Linked DNA regions of Mus musculus: region 2 is linked to region 1. Evidence: chromatin contacts called from public promoter capture Hi-C data. All regions are on one chromosome and are shown on one strand. The core of a region is the stretch at or near the end of the contact, and the rest is flanking DNA. Distances in the headings are between cores, read along the strand shown. Region 1 overlaps Vps53 (VPS53 GARP complex subunit). Region 2 overlaps Nxn (nucleoredoxin).

Evidence for each region. Capture Hi-C pulls out chosen DNA fragments and counts their contacts.
Region 2: a contact with region 1 is called in a promoter capture Hi-C map of adipose tissue. The contact joins two enhancer-like sites. A contact is called at or near these places in 1 of 39 promoter capture datasets (macrophages) and 1 of 9 other capture datasets (adipose tissue).

What each region holds. Positions count from the first base shown.
Region 1 is chr11:76,162,998-76,169,247 of GRCm38.p6, forward strand. It overlaps Vps53 (VPS53 GARP complex subunit), which reads right to left. Exons shown (of 22, transcript NM_026664.4): 3 at 3,202-3,251; 4 at 801-867. It overlaps Gm46252 (a long non-coding RNA gene), which reads left to right. Exons shown (of 3, transcript XR_001780093.2): 2 at 765-892. Among named protein-coding and RNA genes, the nearest start is that of Vps53, 14 kb to the right of the region's middle. Within about 2 kb of position 4,229, at least 41 of the 459 cell types and tissues checked have an H3K27ac peak or open chromatin away from gene starts, as enhancers often do. A contact at or near this core is called in adipose tissue, where this site is marked.
Region 2 is chr11:76,353,170-76,360,139 of GRCm38.p6, forward strand. All of the region lies in intron 1 of Nxn (nucleoredoxin), which reads right to left. Among named protein-coding and RNA genes, the nearest start is that of Nxn, 42 kb to the right of the region's middle. Within about 2 kb of position 5,117, at least 24 of the 459 cell types and tissues checked have an H3K27ac peak or open chromatin away from gene starts, as enhancers often do. A contact at or near this core is called in adipose tissue, where this site is marked.

The sequences.
Region 1 (6,250 bases), core at 2,979-5,478:
GGAGGACTGGGCTATACAGTCAACACTGTCTCAAAACCACCTAGTGCTCGGTGGAACACTTGTCTGGTGTGCACAAGGCCCTGGAACTGATCCCCAGCACTGCAGAAAAGCCAAACAGAACAAGGGAGGAGGGGGCATCCCAGTAGAGCATGGCTGGCCGAGGATTACTAACTGAAAGGGAGGGCTAGACGGTGCGGAGAGGAAAGAGAAAAAGGCACACTCAGCACCTGTTATCGCAGCTATCTCAGAACAGAATCCAAATACACGAGAAACGAGTTACCTAACAGACACCATTCGCCCTTCAGTTACCGAAGAGACCTCCTCTCCATAGGCTTCTTTCCCCTTCTCCCCCCACCACAGCCCTCCAAAGTGAGACTGGCACACTAGAACGAGCCCAGTCCTGCTGGCTGGCAGAGCAGGTGAGGAACCATGGCTGCCTCACCTCAGCATCTCCCACAGCAATCTAACTGTGCCCGGCAACCAGGCTGCAGACCAAAGCCGGCACAGGACATAGAAGGATGAATACCAGGACCCTTCAGTTCATCCAGCAGAGCCTGCAGGTTGCTGGCCCTGGGTGAGCTGTGCATTAATACGTGAGTGATGCGGATCTGGAGGGCACTGAGTGAGAGTCCGTGGCTGGTCTTTAGCCCCTGACATGGTGGGGCAGGTCAACCATGCTTCCTGCTGTATAGGAACAGACTAATAAACTGCAAACAAACTGCTCAACTTTTGGTCACTTGGTTTTTTGGTCTTTATAAAATTAGGGGACTGAAACCAACGCAGAGGGATGTGTCACTTACTTGCCTTCCATCCTGCCCCACATTTGTCTGACCTCTTACGACAGTCCGGATATTGTCATCCAGTCTCCTGGCCAAAAGAATAAAAATCAGAGGTAAGATACAAGTCATTCAAGTAAACACTATTCTGGGGAGAAAATCAGCATTCACTCACCGACCTTTCCAGGCTGCGTCTATTTAGTGCAGAGTCCCAAACAAGTACAAGCAGCAATACAAACACAAGAAGCTGCCATTAATGCAGGCATAGGCATTATCTTGTTTAAAAAGGGGCAAGAGCTAATATTCAGAAGTGGCTGAAAGAACCAATATGACTGTAAATGTTTCCAGAGTAAACCAGCAGTGACAAAATTAAAGGTGTTTTACAGAAAGAAGCTAGCAGATTCAAATTAGCAACTGCAAAATCTCTACTTTGGAGACATTAAAAGGGTCAAGGAGTAGTGTGATTTGTGAAATCAGAGCTTACTCTTTGTGCCCTGATGTTGTCAGAGGCAGGTCTATGGCTTCCAGGATCTCTTTTCCCTTGGGCTCAGCAAGGGCCATTGTACAGGGCATCTGCCAGAGGTATTTCTGTCAGTCAGCTTCATCTTGTACCTGAAGAATCTGTTTAAGGTATGGTAGCAAGAATGCAGGAAATACCTTGCTGCCAGGGCTCCCTGGGTTACCAGGATGTTCTACTTTCTATATATAAACTCTGGCCATGCTCAGGTCTCCTCTAGAGCCACTATGGCTGGAGCTAACAAAACAACAAGGAGGCTCTTTTAAAAAAGATGTACTTATTTTATTATTTTATGTGTATGAATGCTTTGCCTGTATGTATGCATGTGTACCATATGTATGCCTAGTGCCTGCAGAGGTCAGCAGAGAGTGTCAAATCACCCAGGAGTAGTTATAGATGGTTGTGAGCCACTGTGTGGGAGCTGGTAGCCAAGCCCAGGTCTTCGTGTTAAGAGCGACAAGTGCTTTAATAAACAAGCCTCCTCTCTAGCTCCTCTTTGTGCTTCCTAAGGCAACAGTGGACGACACATTTATGGCAGTGCCCTTTACCAAAAGATCTAAAGAACTTGGTGGGGGAGGGGAACAACTCATCTTCTAGACTCAAAATGAACATTTTCAATTTTTAAAATGTCTTCTCATCAAAAAAAAGTCAAATAAAACCAAGCTGGATATGGTGGTACACACATTCAAATACTATCACTTTGAAGGCAGAGGCAAGTGGATCTCTGAGTTTGAAGTCAGCCTGGTCTACATAGTGAGTTCCAAGACAGCCAGGGACTATAGAGAGAGAGAGAGAGAAAGAGAGGGAGAGAGAGAGAGAGAGAGAGAGAGAGAGAGAGACCCCATCTATAAAATAAATATTTTTAAAAGGAAACAAATGAGTACATACAAACTCCCCAAATTAATTTGGAGCAACGTAGTCAAGCTACTTATATAATGAAAAGACGTTTGTTTAGTACCTCTCAGGTACCAAATGTATAAATGCAGACGTGGATAAGGCAGAAGAAGACCACTGGGCAGGAAGCACCTAATGATGACATGGACAGTGAGGCTCTGGGTTAACCATAAAGTTTAATTCTGGGCCACACCTAAGTCAACCTGCAGATTCAATATTATAGTTACAGGTGACCAAAAGATATAACCTCATCTCCATAGCTGGTCTTAGTACTACAAAATAGGCAAACCTATTAAAGAATAAAAGCATTAAACGTTATAGAAAAGTTATTCCTTCTTTGAAAGTTAACTTTTCTTCTTTCTCCTTTTTTCCTTTTTTTTTTTTTTTTTTTTTTTTTGATAAGGTCTCATAAATCCCAGACAGGTCTCAAGCTTACCACGTAGCCAAAGATGACCTTGAACTTCTGATTCTCCTGCCTCTCCTGCCTCTCCTGCCTCTCCCTCCCACGTGCTAAGACTATAAGTGTTTGCACCCATACGTGGTTTATGGGTTTATGCCATGCTTTTAGGACTGAATCTGGGGCTTCATGTTATTATGCTGGGTTAGCACTCTTCTAAGTTACATTCCCAGCCCTGATGATTTTTTTTTTTTTGGTCTTGTTTTGTTTTAAGACAGGGTCTCACTGTACAGCCCTGGCTATATAAAATAGGCTGGTTCTGAACTCAGAGATCCACTTGTGTCTACCCCTGAGTGCTGGGATTAACGGTGTGCACCACGACAGCCCGCCTGATGGTAACTGCTTTTGAACAGTCTGTTCCAGCTCCCTTCGTTTTGTATGGGCAGTAAAACACTGGCCAAAGAATCAAGCTCTTTGCCATAGAGTTTACATGAAAAGCCACAAGAGAAGAATTACTTTTAAATTTGAGATTTCAGTGCTTTCATCAAAAAATGTGATTCAGATATGACTAGATTAACAATATGCCTTTCATTAAAAAAGCATATGGCATTACTTACCTTATTTTCAGTCTAATTTTGTTCACAACATCGTCAATGTTTGCCAGAGACTACAATAAAGAAAAGAAGATTGCTGGCTGTTAATGTCCTTGTTGGAATTTTCTTTCACAGAGAAATAATGCACTCAAGGGATGTTTGTGACACCTCAAGAAGTTTGATCTTGATAGCACATTTAATTCTTTTAAAAATCATCTTATTTTTTTAAAATGTTTTGGTTTGTGTACATGTGCACATGGTGTACATGTGTGTAGGCATGTATGTCCATTCTTTGAACACACAGATGCACAGGCCAGAGGGTGACATCAGGAGTCTTCCTCACTGCCCACCTTATGTACTGAGGTAGTGTCTCTCACACCCAAGGCTCACCGATCCACCTAGTCTTCCCTGCCAGCTTGCTCTGGAAACCCCTTGTCTTCACCTTCTGAGTGCTGAGAGTATAGGCAAGCCACCATGCCCAGCATCTACATGTGTGCTCAGGAACCAGACTCAGTCGCCACACTTTTTCACCCTCAGCAGTGCGTACTGAGCCATCTTCCCAGCCCCTAAGCATAGCTGACAAATACTATCTGTTCTCTTTTTGAAGCTTTATTGGAAGGCAGCCACATTAGTCAACTCCCATGTGGCTGTGGCTGCTCATGTACTGTGGTGGCAGAGCTGGGAAGCTGTACCGGGCACTGCGGGACCTATAAAGCTTAGAAGACTGTCTTGACCTTTATGGGAAGTTTGCTAACACAGGACATACAAGGTTGTGGCCTGGATGAGATGGTGCAAGCTTGTATTTCCAGCACTCAGGAGACAGAGCCAGGGGAGTCTCTTGAGTTCTAGGCTGGCCAGCACTACAAAGTGAGACCCTGCCTCGAAAGAAAAAAAAATATGACTATAAAACAAACTATAGAAAGACATGGGATGAATGGATACAGCCATACCAAGATGCCTAATTCTTACACACCACTGCTGGGGAAAGTCAGGAGCAAGGCTGCAGATGACACAACCCCACTGATGCAATCCCAAAGCAGGGGGGGGGCTACTTCTCACCCGAGTCCAACAGCAGCTCTCTGAGGAAGCAGTGGCTGACACAGCCAGAGAGGCTCACCGAGGACACTGTGTTAGTCCTCAGGGTCCTCCTTGAGTGATGGTGCCCTTCACCTGGGAAAGTTCATGAGTCTGCTCAAGCAAGCACAATGGTACACACCTGTAATGCCAGCACTCAGGAGTCTGAGGCAGGAGGATCACAAGTTTGAGTAGCAGTCTACTTAGTGAGTCTCTTTAAAAAAAAAAAAATCAGGCAGTGGTGGCTGAGTATTTGTCTATATTTTAATTCATCTCTACTGACTGCTATGGAATAGTGAAAACAAGCAAACCTCGAAAGAAAATACGGTGAAATGGTGCCCCCTGGTGGAAGATGGGAGGATGGTAATTTTCTAATTCCCTTGGCCTTTTCCCCAACAGATACTTTTTCTCAGGAGGAACTACGCTTAAAAATTAAAAATTGCTTCTGGCTCTCTGCTACAGGAGGAAGCCAGAAACCTTCCAGGAACAGACCTGAGATGCCACATTACCCTGTTCACACAACTTCCGCTAAGCCAAGGCTTACTCGGAATTTTCAGAAATCCAAGAATAGTCAGCCAGCGGTGAAAGTGAAATTCAGAAAAGAGAAGCTATTTTAATGAGGAAAACAACTCAGGTGGGGTGAACTTGTTCCTACTCTGTTATGTTAGTCCCTTCACAACTGGACTGTGTATGATTTAAATCACTGCCCATGTCAGAACAGCCAGTGAGTTATCCAGGACCACACACTCGTCCACTCTGCCACTGCCAACTCGCTGGAGGGCAGTTGTTCAACATCCCTGAGTTTCTAAGGAAAATGAGCATAACAGCTCCTGGCCTACTAACTCTGCTGGAGCCCTCTTTTTTTGTTTTGTTTTGTTTTGTTTTGCTTTTTTCGAGACAGGGTTTCTCTGTGTAGCCCTGGCTGTCCTGTCCTGACTCACTTTGTAGACCAGGCTGGCCTCGAACTCAGAAATCCGCCTGCCTCTGCCTCCTGAGTGCCGGGATTAAAGGCGTGCACCACCACGCCCGGCTTGGAGCCCTCTTAAAGCAACAGTAGTGAGAGTGTGTGTGTGTGTGTGTGTGTGTGTGTGTGTGTGTGTGTGTGCGCGCGCGCGCGCGCACGTGTGCACTTAAGTGCAGGTATGTGCACACAAGTACCACGGCTTGAGCACAAATCTCAAAGGACAGCTTGTGAGGGTCGGGTCTCTTCTGTTGTGTGAGTCCTGGGACTGAACATAAGTCCTCACATAGGTCCTCAGGCTTAGGGGCACGTGCCTTACCTGTTGAGCCTTCTACCAGTCTGTGTATATAGTCATTGTCTGTCTGTCTGTCTGTCTCTCTCTGTCCCCCTCCCTCTCTCTCCTCCCCTTTGTCTTTCTCTCTGTCTGTGTCTCTGTCTGTTTCTCTCTCTCTCTCTCTCTCTCTCTCTCTCACACACACACACACACACACACACACACGTTGACTTAAAAAATGTTTTAAGACCAGATGGTAGTGGCACACATCATTATCCCAGCACTCCTCAGAAAGCAGAGCCAAGCAGATCTCTAAATTCGAGGCCAGCCTGGTCTACAGAGCGAGTTCCAGGACAGCCAGGGCTACACAGAGACACCCTGTCTCAAAAGAAAAACAAAGTATTTGAGAAATCTGGATGAAGGCAGCCAGGAATTCTGCTTTGTTACCACACCTCTAAATGAGGGACATACAAGATAATATGTCTTACATACTCATGGATAACTATGTATATATCATATATAATTACACACTATAAGACTGTTTTAATTACAAGTATAAAATATTTATAAGGTATTTAAAATTGTCAAAACATATTCACAAGCAAAAATCTAGACAGTAAGAGCACGTAGTGAAATGCAGGCTTCCGCTTGCCCAGTTCCACCTGACTGCAGCTTCTCTTGAGCAGAAGCCATGGCTCCGAGCCAGCTTCTGGCTTACTTTCTCAGACAGTCTGAGTTAAAAGCACATCCAAGGATCAGCTGCA
Region 2 (6,970 bases), core at 3,867-6,366, 190 kb after region 1:
AGTGTGAGGGTATCAACTGGGCTAGCAGGAACCAAAGGCAGGATTTCAACTCAGGATCTGGGTTAATCCTGATCTGAGCATTTCCCACCACACCTTGTGCCCCTCAGCCCCTATAGGCAGCTCCGATTCCAGGGTAACCCAAGCGGAAAAGGCTGACAGGCAGCCTGGAAAGCAGCTGGGCCACTCTGGGAAAAAGCCACGTTTGGGATCCTTGCTTCATTTCCGTTTTTAATCTTCTAAAACAGAAACAAAACCATGTAGTAGTGTTTCGTCCAAAGACAGCTGATTCTCATTTACACTAAACCTATGCTGAACGCACACACTACATTTTAAAAGTTCTGCACTCAAAGATGCGTTCTGTTCTGGAAGGTCTCCTTGGAAACGCTTTTAAGTATTCGGGCAAATAAATAAGTAAAGGAAAACACTTGAACCAAATCAGAGACTGAGAGTTGGAAAGGACGCCGTTGGAAAGTCACCTCCGGAGAGATCCAGTGTGAACCCTGTGGAGCAGACAGGTCCAATCCAGAACGCAGGAGGCCTTGAAAGTCCCAGAGGACCAAGTAAAACACATCGCTGAATTTTAAGTTCAGGGGGAGAGTCAGGCATGATGGCACACACCTGTAATCTCAGACAGAAGCAAGAGGGTTATGAGTTCGAGGCCAGCCCCCGTACAAAGTGTTGGGTGGGGGCGGCAGGGACATGGTCAAAGAAAACAAGGGCAAGTAGAGCCAGGTGTGGTGGCACACCTTGAATCCCAGCACTCAAGAGACAGAAGCAAGCACATCTTTTTTGTTTGTTTGTTTTTCTGTTTTTCAAGACCAGGTTTCTCTGTGTAGCCCTGGCTGTCCTGGAACTCACGCTGTAGACCAGGCTAGCATTGAACTCAGAAATCCGCCTGCCTCTGCCTCCCAAGTGCTGGGATTAAAGGCGTGCGCCACCACTGCCCAGCAAGGCAAGCAGATCTTTGTTTGAGGATAGCCTGGTCTACATAGTGAGTTCTAGGACAGCCAAAGCTACACAGTGAGATCCTCTCAAAAACAGAGAGGAAAAGGGGGAAGGGTGGTAGAGGAAGACACTCCGCCTCATCTGGCTTCCATATCACTCACACTCATGGGTGTGCACACACTGCACACACTTCATGCACACAGCTACTACAGGTATAACCAGGTAAACTACAAGCAGCGATACAGTCACCGCCACAGGGAAGGAGAACTCGGTTTGATTTAAGAATTGAAGGGAGACAGGGAGACACACCTGCCTGTCACACCTGAGTGTGACACCTTAGAGACCTTAAGAAAGAACACCATCTGTCTACCCCGCTACTGATCATCCCGCTTCCTCCTCTTCCGCCATGGCTCTCGTCTTTCTTAAACACTTTTGCCATCAAACTCTCGTGAAGCCGTCTGTGGCAGGCACCACTCCATCTCACCAAGTTTCCTTTCTCTTCACCGGGCTCTCCAGAAGGCGCCCTGGCCAGCAAGCTGCTCCTCAGGGAACCCAATACAGGGTCCTTCCTACCACCTGGGGAGCGTGCCCTCTACAGCTGAACAAACAGGTCCGTGTGAGCACCACAAAATCCTCTCTAGCACTCTGGGAGGTCCCTCGGCAGGGACATCTCTATAGTTATTTTCTTTTCAGCTCCAGCACGGACCCCAGTCTGTATTTTTCATTTTGCTTTCTCTCCTGTATGGTAAGCACTTGAGGAAGAGAGACAAACATTCTACCTGCTCTCTTGGAAAGTCCAGTTTCAAGTCAGTTTCTGGAACTTCAGGCTTTAATCCTCTTTCCTTATTGGGTATGCTATCAGCGGTCCGTCTACAGATCAGGACACTGTAATTCCTAACACTGCTCAGCTATTTCATGGAGCTGGTAATAAACGTGGGGAATGTGTTACCTAAGAAGGAAAACACGCGTTATATTATAAGTCATTAGTGACAGCAGCTGTTCCCACTAAGACACTAGGTACTTCGATGTTCTTCGGGGCCTCTGCTAATAACAGAGTAATTGGCTGTACAAGGGTGGGTGTGGTAAATTTCACTTCGCCTGACAATTATGCTCAGTGGCTCTGCAAACTGTGTTGAGGCCTCAGACTGTCTGGTCACCATCTCGGCTAAGTAGTCCGTGGCAGTTGTGTGATGGCCTCTACCTTTTCTGAGGCTGCCACCCAACATGAGGCTGATCCTCTTGGTCAGTTCCGAATGGAAGCAGGGGTGGGGTTGCGAGGCATGTCTTGCTGAAGACCTCGGTACCCACCACCAGCATACACAGGAGGCAAGGTACGGCTTCCCTGCCCCTACTTATCTATTTTAGGTTAGAAATGGCCAGAGGACATCTGAAAGCCACGCTGAACGTTGTCAGAGGCCACAAGCAAAGGGCTTCTTGTTTCCTGATAATAGCACGTGACCTGTGAGAAGTCAGCCACAGCTGGACGCTCCCTGCCACTCAGCTGCTTGGCCAAGGGTCACCCTCACCCACTCACTGCCCCACCTGGCTATGGCAAATGGGTTCCTCCCACAAGTCTCTTCCCCTTCTGCTGGCCCCGCTCAGCACTTGCATAGGGGAGGGGTTGCAATTCTCTCTGGTCCTAACCCCAGAGTAACTGTTCTAGATATTCTTTTAAATTTATATATTTTTTAATTCTTTTAAATTTATATTTGTATGGGTGCGCATGGGCATATGTGCAGGTAAGTGTGGGTACACACGCCAGGGTGTTATGGGTAGAGGTCAAAGGATAACTGTGGGGAGTCTCTCCTTCCACCTTATGGGTCTCAGGGATCAAACTCAGGCGGTCATGAGCCATTTCACTGACCCTAAGTTTGCATGTTCTTTTTTTTTTTTCTTTTAAGTTTGCGTGTTCTTAGAAGGGTCCGAGACTTTTAGCACATCAGAACATGATACTGGTGTGGGAAACTGTTCCTTTTCTATTTCGCTCGAGGCCTGTCTGTTCTTCTCAGGCTGGATCTGTACCAGAGTCACCTAGAGGAGCTGGGGCTGCTGCTCAGTGGCAGAGCGCTTCGCCTGGGGTGCCTGAGTCCTACCCCCAACCCAGCACCGAGGGTCGAAGAGAAGCCTGGAGGGTCTGTCAGGGTGCCAACCCAGAGATCCTGACTCGGAAGGGAAGGTGGGCTGGGCTGGGGTCCAAGACTTTGCAGTCTTATTAGATTCTCAGCAGTTGGTGCTGCTGGTGCAAGCAGGCTTTCGGAGCCCTTCCCAGTGCCACAGAGGCGGATGGACTTTTCAGCCACCTCTCCTGTCTCTCTTCTTCTTCTTTTTTTTTTTTTTTCCGTTTTTCGAGACAGGGTTTCTCTGTATAGCCCTGGCTGTCCTGGAACTCACTTTGTAGACCAGGCTGGTCTCGAACTCAGAAATCCACCTGCCTCTGCCTCCCGAGTGCTGGGATTAAAGGCGTGCACCACCACACCCGGCTCCTGTCTCTCTTCTTGATGAGGCTTCCAAACAGATTAAGAATGCTTTGTTTGCCTGTTGGTTTGGTTGTTGGTTTTGGGGTTTGGGTTTTGAGGTAAAGGGGCATTCTATTTTTGTGTGGCCTGGGACTCAGGGTCAGGACCCCACCGTGACAAGGCCCCTGGGCGCACACCATCACACGGGCGTGTCTGCTTTATGACAGGGTCTCAGTGAAATGCTCACAGTGATGCTCAACTATTGGGGTGAAGTGACCTGAAGTGACCTTCCTCTCGGGCTCCAGAGTGGCTGAGACATCAGATGTATGCCACTGCCTGGCTATTAAAAAAAAAAGTATTTTTAAACAATCTAATTTAGTTAATAATAAAGCTGAGCGGGAGAGAGCCACCCTCGGGGAGAGCAGGTACCAACTGATCAAGGGCCCTGACAGAACAAACTGATGGGGAAGAAAGTTCTCTTCATCTTTCCTGGTCTCTGGATGTTTTAGCTGCCCTGTCTTTGGATTCTAGGACCCACATAAATAGCGACCAGTTTCTGAAGCTTTTGGGGGGCCTTTTCAACCTCTATAATCTAGTGGGCCAATACCCCTAGCAATCCATTATCCGTCTGCCCATCTATACAGCCATCAGATGTGCATAAAAACAACCTGATCTCTCCATAAAAACTTGAAACTCAACAAGAATTATCCATTCCGATTCTCCTTCATCCTCCCCCACCGCCCCACAAGAGTCTCCCACCACCTCCCATCCCAGGCTGGCCTCAAATTCACGATCCACCGCCTTAGGCTCCCAGTGCTTGAGAGGGCCAGGGCAAGCTGGCTTACCTTTTTAAAGATGATAACATTTCTTAGCACACAGTAAACGCGGTCTTGCCACTGACAGGAAATAGTTAAGACTGTAAGGAGAAGCAGGAGAAGAGCCAGGGTCTCTTGCTTAACCAGCTCAGTTCAATCTTCAAGACCAAGTAGTGTCTGGAACCCCAGGTATGCCGGTCCTGGCAGGGACACTGTGCCGCCGCCGCCACCGCTCCCTCTGGTATCACACTACTGAAACAATGGTCCCAAGGAGACTGGAATTTTCCCAAGAATCTCAAGCTGAGAGAATGAAAAGGCCGAGCCTAGTGTTAGTAACGTCCGGAAACTGTGTCTCAGGAAAAAAGGTTCAAAGTTCTGATAACACCAGATCACCTTGCAGGAGACACTCGGGCCCAGACTGTAATGGATGGAACCACGCCTTGACCGCTTCACAATGCGTTCCTCTTGTCCTCTGTTTGAACACTTAGCTCTCTTGTCAAGGCCCCAAAGATGGACTTGAGGGTCCCTGAACCCCTTTATTTGTTCTTCTCCCCAATGTGGCCACAGCGGATCAATCTCCTTTCTCTGCCTCTCGATGTTACTTGACCCCCTGATTGGCACACTGAGGGACAGCGGTGAGCCTAGCATGTTAGGGCTCCCAGGAGCAGAGTCTGACCCTAACAGCTCCGGATCTGTGTTTGCTGTCACGGAAGCCAGCACTTACTTGTTGGTGAATATCTATTGTAAGACAGAGGCAGGGCAAGGCCTCTGGAGAAGAGCCTGGCCCAGGGAGAAAAGTCTGATTATTAAAATGATAAGCAGCAAGGAATAAATTAAATGACTGTTCATAGAAGGGGGACAAGGCACAAAGGAAAGAGGGAGGAAGACCTGACACTCACTGAGTCATAGGCACAGAGAGAAGGCAGGGGAGGGAAAGACTGATTTCCTAGTGTGAGGTTCACGGCAGGACTATTTCTAAAACCCCAGCCCAGATGAGGGCTGTACTGCCTAGCGCAGGGCAGGGCAAGGCAGCCCTCTGTACCTCTTCTGCCAGCACAAGCTTCTTGCATGAGGACCGAGAGCAAACCCCAGCATCCCACTGCCTCCCTGCTACAAGAAATGACTCAAAGAGGGGCTTATCATGAAATTCCTCTTTCATCTGGGCCTCCCACCAACTTAAAACAATGCCTTGAAAACTCACTCAAGACCCCTACGGTAAATCCACATCCCTATTATTCAGAAACCTCTTTCTAGAAAGCTGTTTATCCTGAACTCTATGTGGTCAGCTTCAGAAAAAAAAAAAAAAAAGCCTTCATTTAAGCAGCCTTTTCTAAAATAAATAAATAAAAGCCTCCACAAATACCAGGACATTATCAATTTGGACTAAATTCACAGATTCCGACACAGGCAGCCAAGATCTTCGGCCTCAAGCACAAACATGCTTTGCCTTTTATTAATCGCAAAATAAACAGATGGAGGAGATGGGGAGGGGGGTCTGCGAGCATGCCTCACTATGCACGTTAACAAATGACGTGGTGTTCGCAAGCTTCAATTAATTTTTAAGTAGGTATTTCATTTTGAACTTTATGATGATAAAAGTCATAAATGCAGGCTCCGGGAAATGTAGGAAGTGCAGTAAGAAGAAAACCAGGGGTCAGGGCTGCAAAAGCCTTTGAATTAGCAACTTATGATCAATAAAATCCCACAGCTGGCCAACTTCCAGTCCAAGTCAGAAGAGTCTTCTAGCCCAGCTCCAGAGTTGGACAGCATCGCTGCTGGCTGTCACTCATCATTACGTCGTTTCTTGCTGTGTTTTTTAAAACCACCACAGGACTCCACACCAATTCCCAAGCTTCTGCGGATCTCTTGTAAAAGTTACCACCTCGTCTGTACTGTGCGGTCTGTGGAGAAACCAGAATCCTCTGAGCTTAAAAATCCTGAAACGTGGGGCTTGGGGGTACCACGAGATCATGACAGCACCAACCAAAGGCTACTTATGGTCAGACAACTGGGGTGTGGAGGTACCACTGGATTATGACAGTGCCAAGCCAGGGCCACTTGTGGTGGGACAACCAGCAAAGAAGTCCATGAAAGGGCTACTCTGGGGAATAGGAAGCCATGAAGTCAGGTCAGGGTATAAGATATGGATGGGCCCAGGAAGCTTGGAAAGACGCAGAAGCAGGATTTGAGGTCATGGGAATTACAGGGAAACGGCAGCTCCAGGTTTGCTGCAGGGATTAAGCCCCTCCACAGGAGAGCTACCCTAAAGTTCATTTGCTGGGTTTATTGAGCAGCTACAAAAAGAGCTCTGTCTAAAGGAGCTGAGGGACAGAGACCCAGCTGGGTACCGACTGTGGTAATCTGTCTAAACAAAGCCACTCTCTACTCCACGCCAGCTACAGCCTTCGAACCCACACAGATAAAACCAGGCCACCATGTGTCTCTCTAGCTTACATCTGTTGCTCTCCAATGGATGACTAGAGTCTGCCACCACCATCACCCCCCCACCCCCGCATCATCAGCATGTCACTCAAATTCAGCTAATGACAGAAGTCACACATTTGAGTGTCAACACTGTATGAACATTTGTCATTGGGGGGATTAGCTAAAGCAATCTTATTTACACAAAATAAATGTCAAGGACTGGGGAGGTAGGGTAAAGTATTTGCCTTGGACCGGATTTCCTCAGAACCCACAAAGAAGCAGGGCACATCTGCAATCCCAGGACTCCTATCATGAAATGGGGCAGAGACA